Linked DNA regions of Mus musculus: region 2 is linked to region 1. Evidence: chromatin contacts called from public promoter capture Hi-C data. All regions are on one chromosome and are shown on one strand. Each heading gives the region's core, a stretch centred on a gene start, on an enhancer-like site or on the middle of the called end of the contact. The rest is flanking DNA. Distances are from core to core; before and after follow the strand shown. Region 1 holds the start of Tmem176b (transmembrane protein 176B). Region 2 holds the start of Ccdc126 (coiled-coil domain containing 126).

Evidence for each region. Capture Hi-C pulls out chosen DNA fragments and counts their contacts.
Region 2: a promoter capture Hi-C map of liver shows a contact between it and region 1. The contact joins the promoter of Ccdc126 here to the promoter of Tmem176b in region 1. A contact is called at or near these places in 2 of 39 promoter capture datasets (the 3T3-L1 cell line and embryonic stem cells), 3 of 115 datasets of contacts at active chromatin or transcription factors (astrocytes, microglia and pancreatic cancer cells) and 1 of 9 other capture datasets (liver).

Annotation. Positions count from the first base shown.
Region 1 is chr6:48,840,075-48,842,739 of GRCm38.p6, forward strand. Tmem176b (transmembrane protein 176B) reads right to left here and starts at 1,300. Exons shown (of 7, transcript NM_001164207.1): 1 at 922-1,300. Tmem176a (transmembrane protein 176A) reads left to right here and starts at 1,409. Exons shown (of 7, transcript NM_025326.4): 1 at 1,409-1,515; 2 at 2,130-2,327; 3 at 2,515-2,625. The coding sequence starts at 2,133.
Region 2 is chr6:49,317,955-49,320,619 of GRCm38.p6, forward strand. Ccdc126 (coiled-coil domain containing 126) reads left to right here and starts at 1,320. Exons shown (of 3, transcript NM_175098.6): 1 at 1,320-1,526.

The DNA of each region.
Region 1 (2,665 bases), core at 50-2,549:
CAGGCCCATGAGGTCTTCATATTCTGCCTGATTACTTCCTCAGCGTGGCCTCCATTCTAATCAGCACAGAGCTTAACACAGCTTCCCACTGTCTCCTGTTATGGGCTTATAACAACCATTTAGCCCCTCTGATGGCTTGCCTCTGTCCAAAAGAAGTTCTGCCCAGTGGCTCTCCTGGGCAGTCTGGTTAAGCATCAGTTCTGACTGGATATTGACGGCCACTCCAGTCACTTCCCTTTGCATCCCTTCATGTTCTCCCCCACGCCACGGAGCACCTTCCACTCACCCGTGCACCTCAGAGCCGAAAGCACAGGAGTCTGACAACTTTTCAGGAGGGACGAAGAGAAACACAAATGAAGGCCTCAGGTTCACACCTTCCCTTGAGGTTCCAGGAATAAAGTCTCAGTTGTCTGGGTGCTGGCCCCCTCTAGACCCCCAGTGCTATCCCTGCCCTGGCCACCCAGAATCCCTCTGCTTCCTCTGCAGAGCAGGAACTAAAGCCCTAGGCACCAAGAAGCCTCTCACCACTTCTGGCACCGCTCCAGATAGTGGCTCTCTGATATCCCTCCTCCCAGTGTTCAGAAACAAAGAAAAAGAACACCCCGTGTCCCCACAGCTGTCCCACCTCTGCGTGGTCTCAAAGGCCCTGCTCTTAGAACGCAGGCGTGAGGCACTGATAACTATGGAAGGTAAAGCCAGACTCTGACCTCCCCAGCCTCAGCCCTGTTTCCAGAGTCACATCCTCTGTCCAACACATCCCTCCCTCCCCAGAGTCCTACAGGAAAGCAGAGATAGAAGGAAGGAGAAGCATCCTGAGCCAAGATGGAGCTTGAGGAGTAGACTTGGAGACTCTTCCAGAGAAGAAGGAACCCTATGCTTCAAAAGGGGGCTACCAAGGGGCCGTGAAGGGTCCTGTCTCACCTGCTGTCCTCTGCGATGGGTGGGGCTGGAACTGAGAGGTCTGGGAGGAGCTGGCTTAAAGCTGACCCCAGAGAGAGGAGAGCAAGAAGGGGGTGGAGGGATGGGGCCTGACATGGAGTCTCTCAGTTTGCCAGCAAGTAGCTGACAGGAAAGGGCCCCACTTGAGGGGGGTCCATCAGGAGTAGATGATCAGGCCTGCTGGAGCAGGGATACAGGTGACACAGATACACTCATACACCCAAGGTGGCACAGGCCAGCACCTGCTCAGAAAGCTCTATCCCTGACTGGGAGAGAGAGCACTGTGCAATCAAAGGATTCCACAGGAACAATCAGTGCCAACCCCAGCTCTTACCTCGCCCACCTTCTCCAGCTCTCCAGTGCCCAGTGAGGAGCTGCCTGCTGGAAAACCCCTAAAGGGGCCCTCAGTCCCAGCTGCCTGCCAGGAAGTGTTGAGGTCTGCCCATTCCCCCTCCCCTTCTGGCTCCCACCCAGGTTCTTCCTCCTGCCAGGGCTGAAGTTCTCAACTACTGCCAGCGCCTCTGTGTGAGCTCTGGCCTTCCCTGCTGCACACTTCCCCGGTCCCAGAGGAATCAGGTAAGACAGCCCACCATCACTTTAGCATAGCTCGTTTCCCAGTCCATCCAGATCCATCCAGTCTGACGCCCTGCGAGCTTGCTAGGGGAGTGGACACACTGGGGTGTGCCTCCAGGGACAGGTATGGCCTCCATCTCTACCACTCAATTCTGTGGGGACAGGGTCAGTCAGTGCTTGTCGTTCATCCAAGGAGATGGTGGCGTCTGGGTGAGGTGGTCCCTGGGACCCTGGTAGGGAAGAGATAATTGCAACAGAAGCTTATGGGGCAGTTAGAGGGGGACACTGTTTAAGGGGCTTGGCCTCTGACCTGGATTCAGAAAATGCTGGGGAGAAGAGATCCAATCAGAGGTTGGGTGAAGAGATAGGTTGTGTGCGTTCTGCTTGATCCAAACATCAGGCTCCTGAAGACCATGGCAGTGGGGCACAAAGCAAATGTGGGGTGAAGCGGGTACTCCAGCATCAGGCTTCCCTGACAGACAACCCTCCAAAAGAGCTGAAGATACAGCTCCACAGCCAGGGGCAGCCATTCTGTGTCTCTGTTAGCCCCCAACTCCAAGCCGCCTCTGAAACATCTGCCAAATATTTCTTCCTGCTTTTCCTTTTCTCCCTCACAGACGATGTCCACAGACATGGAGACTGCAGTCGTCGGCAAGGTGGACCCTGAGGCTCCACAACCCACCCACATTGATGTGCACATCCACCAGGAGTCTGCTCTGGCCAAACTTCTGCTGGCCGGATGCTCATTGCTAAGGATTCCAGCATCCGCTTCCACCCAGAGCCAGGGCAGCAGCAGAGTGCTGGTGGCCTCCTGGGTGAGAGTAGCTACGTGCTTGATGGGCCCAGGGAGGGACCCTCATTTGGGCCATATTTTCCTCTGGCCTCCTCTATACATCTGTCCTCCTAAGACATTGAGTTGATTTTGTCTGTGTGTACAGACAGTTGCAGCTAACAGGTAGCCCTGCTGCTGGAGAGCTGTGTTTCAAGTCCTCTCTCTTCCAGGTGGTGCAGACTGTGCTGGGGGCTCTGAGTGTGGTTCTGGGTGGAACCCTCTACATAGGCCATTATTTAGCCATGTATTCCGAAGGCGCCCCCTTCTGGACTGGGATCGTGGTGAGTGTGGCATCATGAAGGTCCAGGGCTGTCTGAGAGC
Region 2 (2,665 bases), core at 70-2,569, 480 kb after region 1:
TTGATTTATATATTTCAAGGGTCTCATTCCACTCTTAAGGCTTGTCTTTTGTTTGTTGCTGTTAAAACTGTCTTTCCCAGGCTGCATTTGATTTCCAGGTCCTCCTGTTTTGTTTGGTGTGTGTGTGTGTGTGTGTGTGTGTGTGTGTGTGTGTGTATGTATGTGTGAAAGAGCGACAGAGAGAGAGAGAGAGAGAAACACACAGAGAAAGACACAGAGACACAGAGAGAGAGACACACAGAGACACACACAGAGACACAGAGAGAGAGATGCACACAGAGAGGCACACAGAGAGAGGCACACACAGAGACATATACACACACAGATAGAGAGAGACAGAGGGAGAGAGAATTTTATGAGTATTGGTATTTTGCTTGCATATACCTTAGTGTACCAACTGTATTCCTGGTGAGGCCAGAGGAAGACTGTCAGATATCCAGAAATGGGGTGACAGATGGTTGTGAGCCACCATGTGGATTCTGGAAACTAAACCCGAGTGCTCTCTAAGCACAAGGGCTCAGCCATCTTTCCAGCCCAATTTGACTTTTTAACGTGTAATTTTGTGTGTGCTGAGCATTTAATCAGGGCCATATTCATGCTAGCCAAGTGTTCTACCACTAAGCTGCATACCAAGTCCCGAAGTACTTGATTTTTTAAAAATGTATTAACTTTGTTAAACTCTTATTAATTGTAATAATTTGTCTACAAGTTGTTTTGTATTTGTCATGTGTATACATATTTATACCATCCGTGACAAGAATATCTTTAAAACACTTTATTTGTATTCATGTAATTGTGTGTGAGTGTGCTGAGGTCTGCAGAGGCCAGAAGCAGATGGGATCCCTTGGAGCTGGAGTTCCAAGAGATTATGAACCTCTTGATGTGGGAGCTGGTAATTGAACTCTGGTCTTCTGGTCCCTCAGCAAACTGTCTGAACTTTTGAGCTAGGTCTCCAGTCCTCAGAAAAGGATAGTTTGTTTCTATTAGTCTTTAGTCCTTTTAGTTATTTTTTTATCCTATTTCCCTGAGTGAGGACCTTCAGGAGCACCATGGGGACATTGGACTCTCCAACACTAGGATGCCCTCTAGTGTCAGACAACAGCATTAGGGGTTTCTTTTCTAGTGGAAGGTAGATAGTAGGATGCTTCACCACTAGTGGCGAATAGGGTGCTGAGTTTTCTCTAGTAGCAATGCAGCTGCTGCGCCTCTTAGTTGCTAAGCAACCGCGTCGCCCTGAGCCCCTGGGCCAACAGCACGTGCTGTCTCTCCGCAAGGCGGGACTACATTCCCCACAATGCCGCGCGCAGTAGGCCCTGGCCGGAGAATGGGGGAAGGGTGGCCGGGAGGCGGAGCGGAAACCGGGAGTAGCGTCCCCGGGTGCCGAGCGCTCTCGGTCCTACCTCCGTCCTGGCCCGCAGGCTGTTGCGGCGCCGCTAACGCCCTCCCGTGGCGGGCTGTGGCTGTACTTCCAGTTTGTGAGCCCCGCGGCGGCGGCCCGCGTGATTGAAAGGAAACCAGCAGGCCAGGTCAGACGGAGGAGATTGGGGAGGCGGGAGGCGGTGTCCCTGCGGCCCCGGCTTTGCTACTTTGACAGCCTCGACCGCCGGGCCGGGCTCCGCGGTGCTCTGCGGGGATGGGCAGTCTCTGCGGCCGCGCTCATTTGTGCTCCACTCTTGACAGCTCAATTCTCTCGTTAGGAGAAGGACGTGAAATGCCCATTAAACCTGCCAAACTCTTCTCCTGGGAGGCTGGGGAGGAACTTTATCTGCTGTAGGTACAGGCGGTGGCAATTGAATGGCCAGGCAGCCAGGATTCGAACCCCTGGCGTCCCTCTGCCTGCTGCTTCATTCAGGCTAAGCAATGGCTCCAAGCCGATGTGTTTCATCCAGCAGATGGAGATCTCATACAGTTTTAAGTTGTTAGATTTATGGATAATAAGCTATTACACCTTGAGTTTTTCATTTGATGAAAAGATGTTTTGAATGTGATTCGAAGTGTGTGGACTTTTGGTTAATCACTAGGTTGTGTGTTCAGTTTATATTTTTACTTCTTACATGCAGAGAATTCCTTAAGATATGCTGGCTTCTTAATTTCCGCCCCTTTAAGATGGCTGAGAATGTTCTAAGGAAATTGATGACTCTGCTTTCCTGGGGATCAGCTCTGTATATAACTGTACAAGGACTCACCTCCCCCACCTCCCTAGCCTGGTCCCATAGGAAACCCTTAAAAGGAGATTAAAGGCTTTGTCCGTCAGATCCTTTGCAGCTTTGCCCTATGTCAACTTTCTGTACTGTTTCTAATGGTTCAGTCGTTTCTCTCCTCCCCACTCCCCTTCTCTCATTTTCTAGACAGGATTTCTCTGTGTAGCCCTGGCTGTCCTGGAACTCACTCAGTAGACCAGAAAACTATAAATCCCCTTACGCATTTATTCGTGACCAGGCTGGCCTCAAACTCAAGAGATCCTCCTGCCTCCGCCTCCCTAGTGCTGGGATTAAAGGTGTGCGCCACCATCACCTGACACCCACTTAGGATTTCTGTTCCCAGGTTATAGTTTTTGTCTGGAGACACATTGAGTGAATGCAGTAAATCTGATCAGGAACGACTTCAACGTGTTCAGGTTCTGTCAGTTGTTTTTACCCTTGCTTTCTCAATGTTATTGACATTG